Linked DNA regions of Ovis aries: region 1 is linked to region 2. The links are chromatin contacts, called in public Hi-C maps. All regions are on one chromosome and are shown on one strand. The core of a region is the stretch at or near the end of the contact, and the rest is flanking DNA. Distances in the headings are between cores, read along the strand shown.

Region 1 (5,035 bases), core at 1,029-3,528, 170 kb after region 2:
TAAACCAATACAATGTGTTAGCTTACCTTTCTTAATACTGGGAAGAGCTGATGAAGAGTGTGTATCTGAGAGCTGAAATCATGGGAGTGTTTTAGAACTCCATTCCATCATTCATGATAAAACCTGAACAAATTTCTATACTTAACCTCTTTGGACCATCCTTATTAGAAAAGGAAGAGGCATCCTGCTAAAGGGTTTTACCAGTGCCCAGCATGGAGCCCTGTGCAGAGTTTAAATTCATTTATCTCATCTAGGACAGAAGTCAAAGCAGGAACTAATTAAAGAGGCTGACATGATCTTTGTTAGATATAGCCTCTTCTAAGTTTTAAGAGTACAATAATGTACACTCTAGGCATATACAAAATTAGGCATGCAATAATATTAATCTGTTAATGTAAAACTAGGACAAGAATCTAGGATACCTTTTCCTCCTAGAAAAAGACCACTATTTTAGGCATACTTAAACTGTCTCCTCTTTATAATGACAAAAATCAGTTTGCCTAGCTGATGCTACTGTATATTGTTTTCTGATAAATTTCTACATCTTACTTAACGAAAATTTAAATAGCAAACATTTTTCCACCATAATATTCCTTCATGTTTGGATGATAAATACTTTTTATTTTTTAAGAAAGATCCCATTTCCTATAAATAGCTATAGATATAACTTAGTGTCCACAAAACTTTTTTTCTTAATCTCCTTGGTAATCATCAGATTTAAGTTTGTCAATAAGGATTCTCACACAATAGGCCAAAAAAAAAAAAAAAAACCCTCCAGAAATGAGCAGGTAGACGGAGGTTAATGCAAAGATATAAATCCATAACTGCGTTAAAAATCTGAATAATTAATTTTCTGGGCGCTTACTCGACTTTATTGAGTATCTAAAAATACATAGCAACCATCCATGAAAAACTGAGATAAATAATATAAATCAGCAACACCATCCACGACACTTCAAAAATTTTATCTACCATATACAACCCAATAGGTTATAAACAGAGAATACAGAAATACATCGAATAAAACAGGGAGAGCATTATCACAGGGGGAAATGATTAGTTCTAACATTCATGTTCTCCCCATATGTCGTGAAAGGTCTCGTATCTTAAATAAGCGAAAATAAAGGTTTTAGCCTGAACAGAAAGCTAGATAATTGTTTATCACACTCCAGTTTAACTAATCTACACGACGGAAGCTGTTTCTACCTGATTTGCTTGTTAACTATGTAATAGGTAGAAGATTCTGTCATGTTAATCCTAAGGGGTCTGGGAAATAAAACTTTACCCTCTAAAGTTATATATATACACAAAATATACATATATGTAAAATCACAGCCATATTCATCTTTTATTTCTTGCCTTTAAGTCGCCTCTTAATCTTTAAAGAACGAAAAAGAAAGAAAAAAGGAAAACTACCAGAAAACTACAAAACGTTCTTTGATTTTGATTTTCGTCAGCCCAACCTCCTCCTACCGAGGGAAATCTATATCTCGACGTATTTGATAACAAACACAAACCACTGTGCGCAGCCTCAGACCGGGCGGGGGGGCGGAAGAGCCCTTCGGAGAAAGCCCTCCTCCGTTAGAAACAATAAATAAGGGACCGAAGCGATGCACGTTCCTTCACACACGCCCCAAAACGCACCTCGGCGAGCCTCGCGTGGGGGAAACAAGTCGGGCCAGGGCTCTGAAAACACCTCTCTCCCTCTCGCTCCCGTAACCTCCTCGAGACTTGGCAACTAAGAGAGCAGATCTTTTCTCTCCCCTTCCCGCCCTCCTGCCCACCTCCAACAGACCCTGGAGCTGGAGCCGGCGAGCCAGACTCGCAGCGCGCCCGCGGCCGCTGCGACAGGAGACCGCCGGCGGCGGGCCGGCCCCGGAGAGACAGCCCAGAGCCGCGGCCCCGCCGCCGCCGCCGCTCGCCCGGTCGCCGGGGGTCTCTACCCGTTTCCCGCCCCCCCGCAGCCCGTCGCAGGCGACGTCCGGCCGCCCGGCTCTCAGCCCTGACTCTCGCCTTTCCGCGCCCCCGCCCCCCTACCCCCGCAGAGGAACAAAAGGAGGGTTCAGCCGGGTCACCGCTAGGCCGCCGAGGGGGCGGCGGCGCGGACCCCAGTGCGGCCGCCCCCCACACAAAGGGGCCGCCGACCCCGGGCGCAGCGTCGGCGCGCTCGTCCCCGCCCCGCGCACGGGCTCTCACCCACCTGCAGGTGTCTGTGCGTCTGTCCATAGGAACGCGGGCAGCGAGGGGGGCCTGCGGGAGCCGGGCAGAGCGGGCTGGACGGGGCGGGCCGGAGGGGAGGGACGAAGGGAGCGCGGCCGCGGGGCCGGAGAGCGAAGGCAAGTGGAACAGGGAAGGCCACCGGCTCGCCACGGACGGCGGGGAGGGGGGCGGGGGGCGCCAGCCTGACTCGGCCGACCGGCGCGCGCCGCTCCGTGCGCCGCGGGCTCCGCGCGCCGGGCTCGGAGCGCGGCGGGCAGGCGGGGGGCGGGGCGCGGGCGGGGCGGGGCCGGCGCGCGGGGCGGGGGCTCGGACCCCGGGCTCCAGCCGGCACCGGAAACGCGCCGTGGTCCGCGAGACCCACAGGAAGTGTGTAACGGCACCTCCCACGACGCGCACCGAGCCTAACGGCCGTCGCTGCCCGGAGGCGGTGTGCACCGACCTTCCTGCTACACACACGCGCGCGCGCGCACGAGCTCGGTCTCCGCAGCCCGACAGGTGTGGGAGCCACGATCCCCAGTGAGTTCTCAAGTGGGCAGCACCCCTTTCTGTCACACTTCCCGGGCCAGCGGTCTCCGCTGCCCCTCGGAGCTCTGTACAGCTGCACCCTTTTTAAAAGCCACAATCAGACCTCCTTGCAAGACACTCCGTTGGTCAGGCGTGTGACACCTGTTTTAACGCGCTGAGTGGAGTCACCTCTACACCCAGGCATTGGCAAGAACACCTCCTATCGACAGATGTGCAACCCACAGTCACGTTGCGTGGTGGAAGTTTCTAATCCAACTACAATCACACGCACCCATCCCGTGGAGGGAGCTGGATCGCTGAATAACACCTAAAACACACTAAAACCTGGGAAGCATACAGTAACACCACCTGCATACCTGGGCACAAGGGAGGTAAGGCTGGACCAGGTGCCCTCCGCTTTTATCTAGCAAACGTGGCACGTTCTTTGTGCTTGGGGTTCACACTAAGCGCTTAGTGAATACTGATTTACCTAATCCTAAAGATGCTGCGAAGTGGGTGGGGTTAGCACTGCCACTTTGTAGAGGAGACACAGAGATCTTAGAAATCAGCCCAAGATCACAGAGTAGCTGGAGGAACCCAGATTCATCCCAAGTAGTATGCCTCCGTGCTCTTCTCTTCCTACAGCAGTCTCCAAAGTAATAATAAATGATAATAAATAGCGTTTAAAGTATATCTGATTAGCTATACGTAGTAGCATCCCACTCCAGTACTCTTGCCTGGAAGATCCCATGGACAGAGGAGCCTGGTAGGCTGCAGTCCATGGGGTCGCTAAGAGTCGGTCGACTGAGCGACTTCACTTTCACTTTTCACTTTCATGCACTGGAGAAGGAAATGGCAACCCACTCCAGTGTTCTTGCCTGGAGAATCCCAGGGACGGGGGAGCCTAGTGGGCTGCCGTCTATAGGGTTCCACAGAGTCGGACACGGCTGAAGCGACTTAGCAGCAGCAGCAGCAGCAGCAGCAGAGTATTATTCAGCCTTAAAAAAGAAATCCTGTCACATGCTACAGCATAGATGAACCTTAAGGACACTACACCAAATGAAATAAACCAGACACAAAAAGGACAAATACTTTATGACTTCACTTGTATAAAGTACCTAGAGTTGTCAAAATCATGGAAACAGTATTATGGTGGTTGCCAGAGACCGAGGATGGGAATGTGAAAAGTTACTGTTCCATGTATACTTTTAGTTTTGCAAGATGAAAAAGTTCTAGAAATCTGTTATACAACAGTGTAAATATCATTAAACCACTGAACTGTACACTTAAAATTGTTAAAAGAGTAAATTTTATATTATTTGTTTTTATCACAATGAACTTTTTAAGAGCAGTCCCACTTGTTTCAAGGATATTTCCATCTTGATGAGTTTTTTAAATAATGCAGGCTTCCAGCTATGATGAGGTACTTGGTTGAACCAAGTAACTCTCCCACAAAAATACTATAAAATGTGCATTTTTAAAAAAGGCTGTATAAATCTGTTACATAGCAACCACCCAGGCAGCCAAGAGTTGAGAGTCCCAAGAACCCAGCAAGAAGGGAAACACACTGAAGTGAATACTCCATCCTCAGCTACCTTTCCTTCTCAGAGCTTTGTTGATTTGTGTCTTGAAGTATAGAAACCACACAGAGGCACCCTAGTACTTTCAACAGTCTGATTGGGCTGGAGATACAAATTTTGGAGATCAGGTCTATCAGGGCAGCTTGGACTTGAGAGGCTAAGATTCCAGAAGAAAGGCAATCACAGTAAAAGGAGTCAATCACTGTACATACCATTTCACCTCAAAGTATTTGCTGATTCCTAACCTGTTCATGGAAGAGTCAAAAAGTTAGGAAATAAAACAGAAAGCAGTTTGTTAAGAGAAAAAAAAAATCTAAGAAATCTTTGGCCATCTCATGGTGGTTGTATCACTGGTAAGAGAAAAAACAAGTTATTGAAAGGGCAAAAGTATTTGCAAATATCTGAAAATAACATATATCCTGAATATATATCAGTTCAGTTCAGTCGCTCAGTCATGTCTGACTCTTTGCAACCCCATGGACTGCAGCACGACAGGCTTCCCTGTCCATCACCAACTCCTGGAGCTTACTCAAATTCATTTCCATTGAGTCAGTGATGCCATCCAACCATCTCATCCTCTGTTGTCCCTTTCTCCTCCCGCCTTCAATCTTTCTCAGCATCACATATATATAGAGCTCCCAAAATTTCAATAATAAAAACAAACAATGGAATATAATGTGGGCAAAGATTTGAGCAGACACTTCATCAAGATATACACATGTCAAAAAAGC
Region 2 (5,286 bases), core at 1,278-3,777:
AATTATTTGACAAAAGGATTAGATGAGCTTTTAAAGCAAAAGTGAGATTCCGGCCTACACACTCAAAAGCATCCTATAGAAAAGGACAAATCATTTAGCCTGTATTTTTATTAAACTTCTATTGAATAAATGAATGGAAGGACACATTTCTGCTTCATTATGTTTAAAGATCCATCAGCAGGTGTACCTGCTTAGCACTCTTCTGGGGATTTTGAGGACACTGGCATGTACTGGAAACCTGGTCCCTTAGAGGTGACCACACTAGAGGAGAGGACATGAAGCGCTACACTGCATTCAGGCTGCCAGGCCCAAGGGGGGCTTAATGAAGTGTCGTGAATCCTCTACATAGCCCACTGAAAACAGTAGGGTTCAGTCTATTTAATTAAAGGGAAAGAACAGTGGCAAAATAAAAGTTTCTATTTTAAGTCAATCAATCTGGACTTCCCTGGTGGTCCAGCTGTTAAGAATTCTGCCAATGCAGGAGACACAGGTTTGATCTCTGCGTCGGGAAGCTGGAGAAGGAAATGGCAACCCACTCCAGTATTCTTGCCTGGGAAATTCCATGGACAGGGGAGAATGGTGGGCTATAGTCAGTGAAGTCACAAAAGAGTTGGACACAACGTAGTGACTAAACAAGTTATCATACTGGCTTCAGAAGGAGGCACCTCACAGACTGTTACCTGGAGTTTCCTTACCAGTTAACAGAGCCCCAGGTCTATCACACACATTCCTTTTGTCTTGGACTTTCCACTAGTGGATATGTAGGATTCACACACTTATCAAACCAGCCAATTCTAAAGGAAACCAACCCTGAATACCCATTGGAAGGACTGGTGCTGAAACTGAAGCTCTAATACTTTGTTCACCTGATGCAAAGAGCCAATTCATTGAAAGAACTTGAGGCTGGGAACGACTGAGGGCAGGAGAAGGGGGGTGACAGAGGACAAGATGGTTGGATGGCATCATCAATTCAACGGACATAAGTTTGAGCAAACTCCAGGATATAGTGAAGGACAGGGAAGCCTGGCCTGCTGCAGTCCATGGGTTGGAAAGAATTGGACACAACTGTGAGACTGTACAACAACATACTTACCTGAACTATTGACTAGATAGATGGGTGACACAGTGGTAAAGAATCTGCTTGCCAACGCAGGAAACTCGGGAGATGCAGGTTTGATCACTGGGTCGAGAAGATCCCCTGGAGGAGGAAATGGCAACCCACTCCAATATTCTTGCTTGGAAAATTCCATGGACAGAGGAGCCTGGTGGGCTATATATAATATAGTCCATGGGATCGCAAAGAGTCTGACATGACTGAGCAGGCACATTGACCAAGATATCCAGTAAAACACAGACCTTTTTTTCTTTTCTAAGAGTTTACATTTTGCAAACTTTATTTAACATTTTCCTTTTTCAAACTGTGGTTTCAGGTCTGACTATCCAATGTACTGATAGACATGCAGCTTTACTGTGCTGGCATCAGGCTATCCCACAAGGAGTGACTTCTTCATCTGAAATGTGGCATATCCACAAATACACATTATTGCAAGTGCACAGCAGTAAAAAAAAATTCCTACAAGTTTAGTGCTTATCTTATGTTTAATTAACTGCAGCCATGAAATTAAAAGACGCTTACTCCTTGGAAGGAAAGTTATGTCCAACCTAGATAGCACATTGAAAAGCAGAGACATTGCTTTGCCAACAAAGGTCTGTCTAGTCAAGGCTATGGTTTTTCCAGTGGTCATATATGGATGTGAGAGTTGGACTGTGAAGAAAGCTGAACGGTGAAGAACTGATGCTTTTGAACTGTGGTGTTGGAGAAGACTCTTGAGAGTCCCTTGGACTGCGAGGAGATCCACCCAGTCCATTCTGAAGGAGCCAGCCCTGGGTGTTCTTTGGAAGGAATGATGCTAAAGCTGAAACTCCAATACTTCGTCCACCTCATGAGAAGAGTTGACTCATTGGAAAAGACTCTGATGCTGGGAGGGATTGGGGGCAGGAGGAGAAGGGGACGACAGAGGATGAGATGGCTGGATGGCATCACTGACTCGATGGACGCGAGTCTGAGTGAACTCCGGAAGTTGGTGATGGACAGGGAGGCCTGGCGTGCCGCAATTCATGGGGTCGCAAAGAGTCGGACACGACTGAGCGACTGAACTGAACTGAACTAAAAGTAGAAAAGTATCCCCGGGATTTGTGTACATCAAGATGCGCAACCCCAAGAAGGTTGTTAAAGCTCGCTCTCCGAGTGCCAACCGCACCTCCGCCTCAGTCCCAACCTAAGTGGATTCACAGTTGCTGCCCTGGTGGCTTTTCTGCCCCCAGCGGTCTGGACGGAATAGCTACTCGCGGTGCTAGGGACCCATTCTGTCTCTGCCCCGCCCCTACGTCACTGCGCGCCCCGCCCCTTTCGGGCCCCGCCCCCGGCCTGCAAGTTCCCTGAGCCTCTCTGGCTGCCACTCTTTGGAAAGGAAGTGGCGTATGCATGAGGTTGGCAGTTAAAGTACGAATCACCGTGAGGAGCGGCAGTTGGGTCCAGGCGGGAGGCGGGACTTCCGCTCCCTCGTGGGTAAGTCACCCGGGGGCGGAAGAGCACCGGGGGCGGGAGGGTTGTGGAGTTACACGTTGAGCTCCAGTTGTGGGTCCTTAAGTGGTCGCGCCCCCTTGGAGAACGCGACCTGACGGCTAGGCGGTCCTGGCTCTTTCGCCTCGCGGTAAGTAGGACCGCCTGGCGGCACCGGTTATGGAGGTGTGTGGCCCCGGCGCTGACTTGCTGCCGCCATCCCATGCTATAGGGTAGTGGCTTCCCCGTCAGCTTTGCCTCCCAGCATTCACTCCCCGTGTTGTCCTGGGTCTCGGCCGCAGCCGCTGCGCCAGCCTCCACGCACGCCCCAGGGACCCTTCTGAGAGGCTGGTACAACCTTGTCACGTCCCTGCTTGAAGTCCCCCATCACAAGATGGCCTTCTTGTTCCTCCCTTCCTAACCCGGTTTTCGTCTGCTCTGTACTTAAGCCGCAGGAGACACCTAACATTATTTTGTTCAAAACCGACATGTGTTTACTAGCTCTTGTCTTTTCGTGCGCATCTTATAAGGCATACCTCGTCACGCCAGTAGAATCAGTTCGTCTCTGCTCACAGAGCGTTGTTTACGCCTTGTAAAAAGCGCGTATTAAACTTTTTTTAGTATTGTTCCTTGAATGAGACAATGAGACAGTGTTTTCCCACTGGATTGTACATTTCATGAGAGCAAGACTAGGGTCTTGCTCATTTGGGATCTACCCAAGGCCTAGTTCAAAAGCACGAAATTTAAAACTAACAGTATTCGCACTAGCTTTGTTACCTTGGGCACAATCTCCCCATTTATAAAGTGGTGATAAATAAAATAACTAATTTCAGTCATAAAGTGTAGAGTGCAGAGTATATACTGGAGAAATATTCGGCTTCTTTCCCTTTTTAGCCTTAAGTAGTATACACAGTAGTTATTAGCTAGGTATCTTAAATGAATCCAGAGGCACTATCGTTGAGTGATTTTTGCTTCCTAGTCCTGTAATCGCATTGATACTATCAATTAGTTGATAGATTTGGTAGTATTTGGTAAACATAACCTAATGATGTAATTAAAGACAGTAATGCTAACTGTCGGTATCAACATCTGCAAGAATAAAAATTTGACTTTCACTAAGTGGGCTTCCCAGGTGGTGCTAGAGGTAAAGAACCCATCTGACAATATGGGAGACATAAAAGACACTGGTTCCATCCCTGGGTCAGGAAGATCTCCTGGAGTAGGAAATGGCAACCCAGTATTGTCTGGAAAATCCCATGGACAGAGGAGCCTGGCAGGCTTTAAGGTCGCAGAGTCAAACATGACTGAAGCAACTGAGCCCTCTAAATAACTTGAGGTATTGCTTTAAGTTGCGTGCCTTTCAGACATATGTTTCTGAAGAGATGAAGATAAGTGTGTACACATTATTTTTCACAGGTGTTTGTAAAGTGCTGACCCCTGAACATAGTTGAAACAGAAAATAGGAAGATGGCAGCAAACCCTTCAGGACAAGGTAAGTGCATCCTGGAATTTCTTTTATTACTAGGAACTTTTGATAGAAAATTAATTTGGGTAGAAATTTAGCATAGGGTAGTCATTGTAGGCAGAATTAAAAATGAATAGCAAAAAAAAAAGACTAGCAAAATAAAATCGCATATTTGAAGCAATTCGATCATTTTGTCTATATGTCAGTCAGTTCAGTTGCTCAGTCATGTCCGACTCTTTATGACCCCATGAACTGAAGCCTGCCAGGCCTCCCTGTCCATCACCAGCTCCCGGAGTCCACCCAAACCTATGTCTATTGAGTCAGTGATGCCATCCAACCATCTCATCCTCTGTCGTCCCCTTCTCCTCCTGCCCTCACTCTTTCCCAGCATCAGGGTCTTTTCAGATGAGTCGGTTCTTCACATCAGGTGACCAAAGTATTGGAGCTTCAGCATCAGTCTTTCCAATGACTGTTCAGGACTTATTTCCTTTAGGATGGACTGGTTGAATCTCCTTGCTGTCCGAAGGACTGTCTAGAGTCTTTTCCAACACCACAGTTCAAAAGCATCAATTCTTTGGCTCTCAGCTTTCTTTATAGTCCAACTCTCACATCCATACATGACTACTGGAAAAACCATAGCTTTGACTAGATGGACCTTTGTTGGCAAAATAATGTCTCTGCTTTTTAATAACCTGTCTACGTTGGTCATAACTTTTCTTCCAAGGAACAAACGTCTTTTCAGTTCATGGCTGCAGTCACCATCTGTAGTGATTTTGGAGCCCCCCAAAAATGAAGTCTATCACGGTTTCCACTGTTTCCCCATCTGTTTGCCATGAAGTGATGGGACCAGATGCCACGATCTTAGTTTTCTGAATGTTGAATTTTAAACCAAATTTTCACTCTCTTTTTTCACTTTCATCAAGAGGCTCTTTAGTTCTTCTTTCTGCCATAAGGGTGGTGTTATTGATATTTCTGAGGTTATTGATATTTCTCCCAGCAATCTTGATTCCAGCTTGTGCTTCATGTAGTCCAGCGTTTCTCATGATGTACTCTGCATATAAGTTAAATAAGCAGGGTAACAATATACAGCCTTGATGTACTCCTTTCCCGATTTGGAACCAGTCTGTTGTTCCATGTCTAGTTCTAACTGTTGCTTCTTGACCTGCGTATAGATTGCTCCGGTTAGGTGGTCTGGTATTCCCATCTCGGTAAGAATTTTCCAGAGTTTGTTGTGGTCCACACAGTCAAAGGCTTTGGC

Evidence for each region. A called contact is a pair of places that touch in the nucleus more often than the background predicts.
Region 1: a Hi-C map of liver shows a contact between it and region 2, with 4 times the contacts expected there. The contact joins the promoter of KIAA1958 here to the promoter of INIP in region 2. A contact is called at or near these places in 5 of 16 Hi-C or Micro-C datasets (blood, hypothalamus, liver and 1 more).

What each region holds. Positions count from the first base shown.
Region 1 is chr2:11,131,036-11,136,070 of ARS-UI_Ramb_v3.0, forward strand. It overlaps KIAA1958 (KIAA1958 ortholog), which reads right to left and starts at 2,279. Exons shown (of 5, transcript XM_027964113.3): 1 at 2,201-2,279.
Region 2 is chr2:10,960,135-10,965,420 of ARS-UI_Ramb_v3.0, forward strand. INIP (INTS3 and NABP interacting protein) reads left to right here and starts at 2,528. Exons shown (of 6, transcript XM_060408910.1): 1 at 2,528-2,569; 2 at 3,980-4,055.